2 separate regions of the Capsicum annuum genome follow, and region 2 is linked to region 1. A link is a contact called in public Hi-C data. All regions are on one chromosome and are shown on one strand. Each heading gives the region's core, a stretch centred on a gene start, on an enhancer-like site or on the middle of the called end of the contact. The rest is flanking DNA. Distances are from core to core; before and after follow the strand shown.

Region 1 (5,816 bases), core at 939-3,438:
ACTAGCATAATATTAAGAATGGAATATGAAATAATGAAATAAAATGCAATATGAAATAACGAAATAACAAAGGTTAGAAGTCACCGGATTTCGCTTGGAGCTGCGGCTGCTGGAGACGGTGCGGCGGGTGCAGACGGAGTTGCGGCTGAAGACCGAGCTTCGGCTGTTGGAGACCGAGTTGGTGGCTGGAGACTGGGCGGCGGCTGGCTGAAGGCCGAGGTGGGGGGAGGGCTGGTGTAGCCCGCGGGAGGGGGAGGGAACGACTTGGAACCGGCGGTCGGCGCCGGAGGGTGGCGGGGAGCGGCGACCGGAGGTCGGAGCCGGCGGTCGGGTCGGGTCGGGTCGGCGCCGGGGACCGGAGGTCGGGGCCGGCGGTCGGGTCGGGTCGGCGCCGAAGGTCAGCGACGGTGCCGGGGACCGGGGACCGGGGCGAGAGAGATGGAGAGAGGGTAGGGAGAGAGAGAGAGAGAGAGCCGTTGGAGAGAGAGAGAGCCGTTAGGGTGGCGTCGGGGACCGGACTTCGGGACCGGAGGTCGGGTCGGGTCGGCGCCGACGACGGGGGCCGGCGACCGGTGCGAGCGAGAGAGAGGGTAGGGAGGAAGAGAGAGCTATGAGACAGGGATTGTTTACGGAAATTGATCCATAACTTGAAGTATATAAGTAATAAATTCATGTAAAGAATTCTAAAGTTTGAATACATAATATAAATCTTAGATTCACCCAGGAAGTAAGGAATAGTAAGCACTGAAGGATTCGTTTGGTAGGTTAGATTATTTTCATAATCTATGGATTAAATGATAGGAGTACTTAATATATTATTTGGTAACAATTTTAAAGTTATCTATAACTAATATATGGATTAGTTATACATCATATATGGTAATATAGGGTGTATAACTAATACATTCAAGTTAGTGGGATTAGTAATCCATGGATAAATATGTGTCAAGACAAAAGCGCCCTCAAATTTCTTTAATCTTTTTGCTAAATCTTTTCAATTTATTCAATGTGAGTTATTTCTTTTTAATTTATCAAGATAATAATATTCCTCCAAATAATTTTAGTCATAAAAAAACTACTCAATTAACTTAAAAAATATTTATTGGTCAAAATCCGAAAATAAATTGCATGATTGCATACAAACTTTAATTTTATAAATATGGTATTCATAAATAAAAATAATTTTTCTAATTAACTTTAACACTTTACGGAACACAAATTTATGTTAATAATAATTCTATTGTCTCAATCAAAAGTTACACGTATCTCCCTCCAACGTAAGAACATCACAAAGTGGAAACAACAAATAAATGATGAGCAAATAAAGAAAAGATAATAAAAAAAAATTGTAAGTGGTAAATAATTAGTTATATTTTTATTTTTAAAAAAGAATAATAAAGTTTTGTAAAGAAAATACACAAAGTTATAATATGTCAAGGGTATTTTTGTAAACAAATAATATTTTTTTTAAAATATAACAATACATATTATTTTCAATACATCAAACTAAATATTGTATAAAAGATAATCTTAGTATTACTAATCTCTGCATTACTAATTTCAACATTACTAATATAACTTATTCAGTATTATTTTATACACTCTACCAAACGACCTTTCAATGTGCAACATAAATTTTTGTATAAAAATTTCATATGGCAAATAAAACAGGTTCAATGTAAATAATTTTAAAAGTTAAATATTTAAAATTTAAATTTTGTATCCGGTGACAGAACCAACTTCCAAACAATGATCAAAATATCTTAAATCGTTTCAAATCTCGTGTGCATTATTTGTAAATCTATTGTGCGTAAAAATACAGATCTCGTATTAAAGAAAAACAAAACTAAAAACGAATTTTAATAAACTACAAAACGAACGGTCCCATAATTTCCAAAATAGGGTTGGACATAAATTACTGAATCAAAATTTACCACAACGAACAGTTGTTTTATCCCAAATTTTTTAATTTAATTTTTTATTTTATTTAATTTTTTTATTAATCAAGACAAAATTTTTATATTTTACCCTTTACATTAATTACTTTTTTTTTTTAAAATTAAAATGTAAACATCAAATATAATAATAAATTAACTATATTATTAATTATTTTTTCAATCAATATATCATTTCAAATATATTCACTTCCAATTACCAAAATCAAACTTTGGAAATATTAAATGCACACCGTACCCTACGACCATACATGGACAAAATATCTTTAGTAAACCGAAATATCTACCCCAAAGGTATCTAACTACTTTTCAAGATTTGCAACACTTGATATGATATTGAACCGCCCTTTTTAGAGAACTTATAACATCAAAGAAATAATACTTCTCAAGATTTTAACAAGTAGAAGAATTGAAGAAATGGAAGTGAGTGGAAATATCAGACCAAATAGAAGTGATGTGCATGTATCAAAAGAGGAAGAAGCAAAGATAGAGGAGACAACAAGGGAGTATTTTGATGGCATTGCACCAAAGAGACATACTAAGCCTCAAAGAAGTGAATATTCTTCTACTTATGTTGATCAAATGAATACGACTCCTTCTGATGGTACAATTATCCCTGAAAATCTTGAATTCCAACGTCTTGAGAATGATACTCAGGTCTACCTCTTTCTCTTGATTTGTCGGTCTTTTTATCGGTAAATGTAGGATTCAGGATTTGAAGCTTATGGGTTTTGAACAGAAGCTGATCTAGGATGTAACCTTTATAGGTTCAACCTCTCTGATTCTTAAAGTTGAACTGGTTATATTTTAAAGTTAGTGTATCATAACTACTACAGTATTTATTTGCAAATTTTATGATTTCTTATGCAGAAATTTGTAATCGGTTTTGAAAGTACTAGCTGGGCTTTGAGTCATAATTCTTTTTGCTTAATAGGTTCTGAGTAGGTTATTTGCACATATTAGATGCATTTTAAATACAAATATGATGTTTGAGCTAAAGTTACTGAACAGAGCTCTTAACTACACCTTAAGAATGATCCTCGAGTCAAACTCTTTCTTTTCTCATTTTTCTCTTTTGGGGTTTCTTGTTGGTGATTTATATGTCGGTAGAAATTGTAGAAAGAGAACTTGTAGTGATAGAGAAACTACGTTTTTGATATAATATTGGAGCTAGATGAGGTTCATCGAAGAGAAATGATGATTAGTGAGCACTCACATAACTGAACTCAACTAGCTTGGAAATGAAATGGAGCAATATTGTAGTTAGTTAACAAATTAAGACTAGGAAAGGCTATATTCGAAACTTAATTTATAATTCTAAATTTACCAGCAAATCTGGTTTTCTCTTGATCCAGTTGAATCACACTTTTGTTGATCCAATGACAAAGAAATAGCACTTCCGTTTGAGCGTTGAATCACGTGTAATTCGCTCATAAGGAAGATCACGGAGGATGCTAAAAATATCAGGGAAGATACATGCTAACAATGGGTAGGAAACAGGAACCAATATAATCTGTTATACTAAAATCAATGGAATTGTGACCTCTTGACCACTTAAGACAAGGATTAAAGGGACAAATTTGGCAATTTTTAAAGAAAATAATTGTATTGTCCGGGCCAGCTTTTGTACCACTCAATTAAATCCACAGAATGAATACCTGTTACCTCTTACCAACAATAAATATCAGATAACTCTATCCAAGCTAAGACAAATGGAAAGAATTATGCGGTAATTTTTGTTTCTGCTGGAATCTGATATATGTCTTGTTATTGGTGTGCAGAAATTGGTTTATAATGGAAGTGGCCAAGTGACAGAGGAATTTGTGGAAACAGAGTATTACAAAGATCTCAATTGCGTTGACAAGCAGCACCACACGGTTCCTACTCTCACTCTTAACAGTCCTATTAACTAATTTTCCAATTACAGTCAGAACTTCTATCATTTGTCTGGATATCTTTTGACTACTATATCGAATGTTGTCTTCTGTTTCAATTTATGTAACACCTTACGAGTTTCGATATTCAAAATTAGTCTTTTTGACCGTAATTTTGTCTTTTAAATATTTTTGAATTGTCATTTATTATGATTTATGACTTATAGTACTTTTTACGTAGTTTTTAAAGTGTAAGTTTCGTTTCAAAAAATTTAAAAATTCCATATCTGAATTTGAAGTTAAAATTAAAAGATTTAACTCTCAAAATTAAAATAGTCCCATATGAATTGGGATGTGGTGATATGAAAATTGGTTTGAAAGAAAAAGTAAAATATTGTTATAGATGTTATAAAGATCTTTGGCTGTATTCCTTCTGTCCATATTGCTTCAATACTTCAAAAATGTCAGCATGACCATGTAGAATTCTCTAAAATAATGCGATTTTGAAGGATTTGACTTGCTCCTGCCAATATTTTTAGATAATCGGAGCATTGTAAATTTTGGTTAAAAATGAGGTTAATGAAGTTTTTCTTTTTCTTTTTTCTTTTTTTTTTTTTTTTTTGGAAAAAACGCAGACAGGAACAGGATTTATCAAGGTGGGGAATGGAAATGGGAACACTTTCAATATAGGAGTTGATTCCGGTACTGATTCAAGCCATGTTTACAAGGGGAATCCAGCTACGAATGATTGGATTCCATCTCCTGTTGATGAGGTATGCACCAAATGCAACTTCTTGTAGGATTTTTTAATTTTTTTTTTTAGAACTTTTCGTTGCTAGATAAATTTCTTTAGAGAGGAGCAGTAGTAAGACAAGATAGAATTTTTAAAATCACACAATAAATTGTAAGGGTGAATTGATTAAGATCCTCCTAAACTATTATTTTACTGAGTTTAATACCTAAGCTAAACTCCCTTTGGATAAAAAAACCTCTGGTTTGGTATGTGGCAAAATGATTGGGATAACTTACTGAGAGGTGCATGAAAAAGAAAAAGCACTCTTGTAATGTTTGGATAAAATAAAATAGTTTTTAAGCACTTATTCTTAATCCAAAATTACAAAAGAGATAATATATAAATATGATCCTAAACTTGACATCAAATTATAACTTTGACCTTAAATTTTGACAGTGCACAAATATGACATTTAACTATTCAAATCTACACAAATATGACCTCCAATCTTACGTGAACACGCAAAACTGAGCACGTCCAGCTTAAAATCTAAGGGTATAATACATAAATATGACTTTAAACTTTGACAGTGCACAAATATGATCTTTACTACACAAATATGACCTCCGATCCTACGTGGAAAAACGCGTGTTCAACACGCAAAACTAAGCGTGTTCAGCTTAAAATCTAAGGGCATAATACATAAATATGATTTTAAACTTTGAAAGTGCACAAATATGACCTTTAACTATTCAAAACTGCACAAATATGACCTTTAAATGACTTTTCATCATTATTTTTGCATTATTTTCGGCTCAAAGATGAAAATGACATCTAATTTTTTTTGTCATTGCGGAAAGAGAGCAATATTGAAGATTTATTAATTAGGTGGGTTAGCCTCATACGAAAAAATCGCGCAGGTATGTATATATATTATAAAGCAGAAGTCGAATTTAAGTTATAAAATTTATCTAAATATAATTTATTTAAATATTAAATTAAAGATGAAACTATACTAATAATAAAAAAAAATATAGTTTTAATAAAACGTTATTAAATTAACGTTATTAAGGATAGTGGTAGTAGTATATTAAATTAACGTTATCAAATTAACATTATTACAATGTTATTGAATTAACTTTATTAAATTAAAGAAGGAGCGGACCTACATGGTTGCCATGGGGTTCACCCAAACCCCCTCGGTAAAAAAACTACGTTATATATATATAAGGTTCCTTCAGCCTACTGTGCGGG
Region 2 (5,816 bases), core at 1,033-3,532, 140 kb before region 1:
GTTGAAGTCCAAGAGTAGAAATAATTGGGTCCGAAATTCAGCCTTCAAGAGGTACAAAGTGACACCCAAAAGTGCCCCAAATCAGCCCACTAGGAGGCCAATTTTAGGCCTTTAGTGGAGCTGAAACCAACATCTCCTTGCTTGCTCAAACTCGTGAGCTAGTTATTGCTTGTTTAAATTTGTGACATATTAATTGCTAGCTCAAACTCGTGACTTAGGAATTGCTTGCTCGAACTCGTGACTTATAAGTCATTCAATAAATTTTCAATGCTTTAATGTATCAACTTTTTCATGGTTGTTACCTATTGTAATAATTACTGCCCGAACTCATGATTATAAGTCACATAACAACTTTATCATGACCTTAACATTCCAAAGTTTTAGAGGGCTATTATCTTTTGCAGTAATTGCTTGCTCGAACTTGTGGCCTATCAGTCACATCAAAACTTTACCATTGCTTAATGTACCAAAATTTTGGATGGTTGTTACCTATTGTAATAATTGCTTGCTCGAACTCTACCTATAATTCACATGACAACTTTATCGTTGCCTCAATGTACCAACGTTCGGGACGATTTGCTTTACCTACTGTAGAAAGTGCTCGCTCTAACTCGTGACCTTTAAGTCATATGACAACTTTATCATTGTTTCAATCAGGGGTGGGCATGGTAAGGTGCGGTACAATATTTTAAACTTCGGTACGGTAACTTCGGTTTTCGATATCTAAAAGAACAATACCATTACCATACCAAATTAATTCAGTATGGTTCGATATTTTTAAATTCGGTTTCGATATTTTACGGTATGGTGATTCCGTAACTATACTTTATTTGATTTCAACTTACATATATTCATATAAAAAAATCTATAACTTTAAACTTCAAAAACATCTCAATCATATCAAACTAACAACTATCTTTGTCAATCAATTATACAAAAAGAACATTTAAATTAGGATTGAGTAGTCTAAAATGCAAACTCTGAACAACATTATCTAAACTTAAGCATAGTACTTCTAAATAATAAGCTTCCAAAAATTTTATTTCTGAATAAAAGTTACTTTTATGTTCAATTGGCTAATAGATAATGTATAAATATATTTAATAATCTTAAAATATAATATATATGAATTTTGTATATAATTTAAAAACTTTGGTGCGATATACAGTATTTCAGTATTTATTGCATAAATACCAAATACCATATCAAATACCAAAATAATTTAAAATTTCTACCAAATACCATAACATCCATACCACGATATAAATTTTTTTATTTTTGATATGGTATTCAGTATATATCATACCATGCCCACCCCTAGTTTCAATATACAAATATTTTGATTGGTTGCTACCTACTGTAGTAACTACTTACCCGAACTTGTGACCTAGATGTCATACGATAACTTTATCATTTTTTCAATGAACCGAAGTTTTGGATGGTTACCTATTTTATTATATTATGTTATTAGTTTGAATACAAAATTTATTTTGACTGTTTGTTAAAATTTATTGTATATCATCATTACCTACGTCGTTAGGTAACAACAAAAAATATCATTTTGTATATGAATTGATTTATTGTGATTGTGTAGCTGCCTTTTTTTAAATCTCATTTTGTCTTTATTTTATTATTTAACTAATATATGGATACACGTGCGTCCCTGTGAACCAGTTCAAACTTTCTGAACCAATATGTACACGTACGTGGGTGCACTTTTATTCCTGTGAATTAATTCAGACTCTCTGAACCACACAAATAAATTAAAACATGTATGTGAGATATGGAAAACCTGCAAATTCAGTTAGAAAAATGTTAAATAAATATTATCTGCAAATTCAATTAGAAGATTTTATTATTAAAACAAAATCAATATTAGATTAAACTTTGTACAAAAGGACATATATATAATGATGAATACATTATGCTGACTTTATTGGCTTTCCCCATGTTAGTATCAGTTCATATTCCCTATTTTTCATCCAAAAACCATTAATTAGGAGTTGGGGACGGGGATGGGGGAAAATACTGTACGTCTTCCACCATATGAAAAAGTGAAAACAATATATTCTTACTTCAAGATTATATATGCAAGGAAAAAATAATTACAAATCTAAATATAGTTGAAGAAATTCAACTAGAATCATAACATATAAGTATGGGCTTCAATTGCAGATCCAAAGGTGTTTTGTTTGAGAAGAGAGTTCAAACCCAAGGAGAATAAATAGTCCAAATACTACAACTATTTGGTGCCCAGGTTGAAGTCCAGGGTAGAAATATTGGAGTAAAAAATTTCATCGTTGAAGAGGTACAAATGGCGCTCAAAAGTGCCGAAACAAGGCCAATTTCAGCCCTCAAGTGGAGCTGAAACTAGCATCTCCTTACTTGCGCGAACTCGTGATCTAGTAATTGCTTGCTTAAAATTCATGACTTAGTAATTGCTTTGTCAAACTCGTGATTTATATATTGTTCGATAATTTGTCATTACTTTTATGTATCACTGTGTTTAATGGTTTTTACCTATTGTAATAATTGTTTACTCGAACTCTTGACTTATAGGTCACATGACAACTTTATCATCGGTTCAATGTACTTATATATTGTAGTAATTTTTTGCTCAAACTCATGACCTATAAGTCAAACAACAATCATTGCTTAAAATTTCCAAAGTTTTGGATGGTTGTTACTTGTCGTAGTAATTGCTTGCTCAAACTCATGACCTACAAGTCATATGATAACTTTATCATTGCTTCAATATACAAAAGTTTTGGATGGTTTTTACCCTTTGTAGTAATTGCCTTCTCGAACACGTGGCCTTTAGGTCATATGAAAACTTTATCATTGTGTCTATGTATGATGGTTGCTACCTATTGTAGTAATTGCTTGCTCGAACTTATGACTTATAAGTCACACAACAACTTTATCATTATTTAAAGGTACCGAAGTTTTGGATGATTGTTACCTATTGTATATGTTGTTAATTAGTTTAGCTATAATGTTTATTTTAATTATTGCTTAAATTTTATTGTATCGTATCATTAAATTTATCGTTAGATAATGAAACAAGACTCATTTTGTGTAACGAACAATTTGAGATGATCGTGTCCTTAACTTTTCCTTTTCTCACATTTTGTCTTTACTGTTATTTAGATAGTAAACCAATCCGGACATGTGGTTGCACGTGTATCCCTGTGAATTAGATCAAGCTTTATAGAAAGGACCATATATATTAACTAAATTATGTTGGCTTTGTTTGGCTGCCCTATATCAGTATCATTTCATATATATGATACCCTCCATTGCGATTTATACGAGTTCTTTGATTTGGCAGTGAGTTTAAGAAACAAAAAGAACTTTTGAAACTTGTGGTCTAACATAAGTCATAGATGCTTGTGTGATTATAAATCATTTTATTAAAGGTAAAATAGACCCTTCAAAGTTAACTTGTTACTAAAAAAGGTAACACGTCATTCTTACCACCCAACCATTCAATTATTACATAAGACATTGTTAAAACTTAAAACATAAATAAATCCATGAATAGTTTTTTTTCAACAACAAAACTTTATCACGAAAAGATACATTTTGGAATTATACTAAACAACTTCTCATAACCTAGTCTAAACCAATACAAGAGAGCTAAACAAATGGAGGAATGGCCCTAGACACAACATCCGTGTGGGAGTAGGAGCAGGAGCTGCTGCAGAATAGATGACGCTGCACCTATAGAAACTCCAACTGACCTTCAACATGACTAATCTCCAAATGGAGATATATTAAGTACAGTATCAGTACAACCACACATATATTCTTTTGTGAATTTATGCACCTAAAGTGTCATAATCTACGCTTGTTTAGCCTAATTTCGAGGACTTCTTGCGTGTGTAATGGGTTGATAACGGTATAACTAAACATCTATGTGTTAAACCATATGTTTATAATGTTTAAGGTTTGTTTAAAACAAGTTTGTAATTAGTTTAGTCACATAGAGTTTAGACCAATAACTAGTGTTACTAGCTTGAGCTATGTGTTGTTCTAGTATATCTCGGTGGATTCTATTGTGTTGTATGCACTAATTAGTGGTGTTTGATATTACAGGAGATCATGTGAGATGTTTAGATCAATTTTTGGGAGCATAACAAGGTCTAATGATATTGGAAAGACACCCACAAAGTGAGGAAAACAAAGGCAAAAGGAAGGAACAAATGATGGCAAAATCTGAAAATTTTGAGGCCATGGGCGTGCCGCGCCCTATAGCCTCCGAGATAAGAGCATGCCATATCTTAAGACACAAAACAACTTTTTTGAAATAGTGTGAATCTGTGTTAAGGGAGTGACACGCCCCTAAATGTGGAGCAACATGGGCGTGCCACACCCAAGGCACCAAAAAGGGCAAACTCCCTCTTAGTATAAATAGAACACTTTGTTCTTATTGTACAAATCTTGGATGAATTTTAAGGCTAAAAATACACTAGAAGAGTCTACAATTAGGGTTCTTTATCTTTCCCTTAATTTACTTTTGTTTTTTATACATAGATTTCATTCTTGTAATTAGCTGTAAAACCATGAGTGGCTAAACACCCTCGTCTAGGGTTGAGGTGAAGAACAAGAATATTTGTTCTTTCAATTGAGTTTGTTTAAGTTGATTATCATTATTGGTTGTTCATATATCCTTGTTCTTACTATTCTATGAATTTGCGAACCCTAGGATAAACCTATATTTCTATCGTGAGCTCGAAAGAGGAATAATAAATTAGATTATCGGATATGTGGAGTGGGATCTTATACATTCAAGGGATTGAAGTTACGATTAGAATTTAGGATAGGAGTATACCTAATTCTCCCCATTTGGTTCATATGCGGGATGAAATACAAGTGCACCTAGCTTAGTTCTCGCATCCTCACTCAATGATATAGTTATGGGGCTAAGTTAGATAGAATATTAGAGCATGACCATTCTCTAATTATGTTACCAACCTCGTGAATCAACAATTAAGATAATTAACTGAATTAATGAGATAGTATAGTTAAGTAGGATTTGTTTGTAGTGTCTTAAACCTGGATTTCTCCCTATTATTGTATCCAACCCTTTGCTTTATCAAATTATTTATGGTTACTTTTGAATTTTTTATTCTCAAACGTTATTGGTTCACTTGCACTTGTTTAATTTCTGTAACACCCCATATTTTTGGGCTAGAACGTAAACCGTTATTTCTTCTCATAAAGGTTACAAAAGCCATAAATCCAATGCAAATTTACTGTGTTGATCAATTATGTAGTGTGGAAATCTATTTGAGCATAAATTAAGATCATAGAAGTCCCCTAACTCAAGGATGAGTTGAAAGATTTCCAATCGTTCGAGTTTGAGTAAGCATCGAAACTTGGGTAAACTTCAATCAACCATAACTCATTGTATATGATGATCTGGGTGGCCTACTATATACGAAATTGTAGATAATTGAATAAGCTTTCCAACGATAGAAGATTTGTTGAAATCGGATAATCGGGTAAGGAGTTATGGATATTTTAAGTTTCAGCTATAAGATAAATGCTATTTCAGTGCATGACGCATCGTGCTAGAGGGCAAAATGGCACTCGTTAATTTCTAGCAAGCCTCCGCGATAGTCCCACTTCGCGCCAAACTTTCAGGTCTTAATAGTTGGCATTTTTCCAAGCTCCGCATCGCGCTGGGGCCAAAAATGGGGCTCCAGTTTCAGAATTTCACTCAAGGGTATTTTGGTCTTTTCTACCTATTCCTATCCTCTATATATGTCCTAGTAAAGGAAAAAATCTCATTTTTTTTCTCTATTCCATAG

Evidence for each region. Hi-C and Micro-C count contacts between places; a contact is called where the count stands out from the background.
Region 2: a Hi-C map of leaf shows a contact between it and region 1, with 2.7 times the contacts expected there. The contact joins the enhancer-like site here to the promoter of LOC107873479 in region 1. A contact is called at or near these places in 2 of 5 Hi-C or Micro-C datasets (bud and leaf).

What each region holds. Positions count from the first base shown.
Region 1 is chr6:30,015,718-30,021,533 of UCD10Xv1.1, reverse strand. LOC107873479 reads left to right here and starts at 2,188. Exons shown (of 4, transcript XM_016720337.2): 1 at 2,188-2,612; 2 at 3,737-3,832; 3 at 4,465-4,602. The coding sequence starts at 2,373.
Region 2 is chr6:30,152,462-30,158,277 of UCD10Xv1.1, reverse strand. No RefSeq gene overlaps it. Among protein-coding and RNA genes, the nearest start is that of LOC124899679, 31 kb to the left of the region's middle. Within about 2 kb of position 2,282, at least 5 of the 5 cell types and tissues checked have an H3K27ac peak or open chromatin away from gene starts, as enhancers often do. A contact at or near this core is called in bud and leaf, where this site is marked.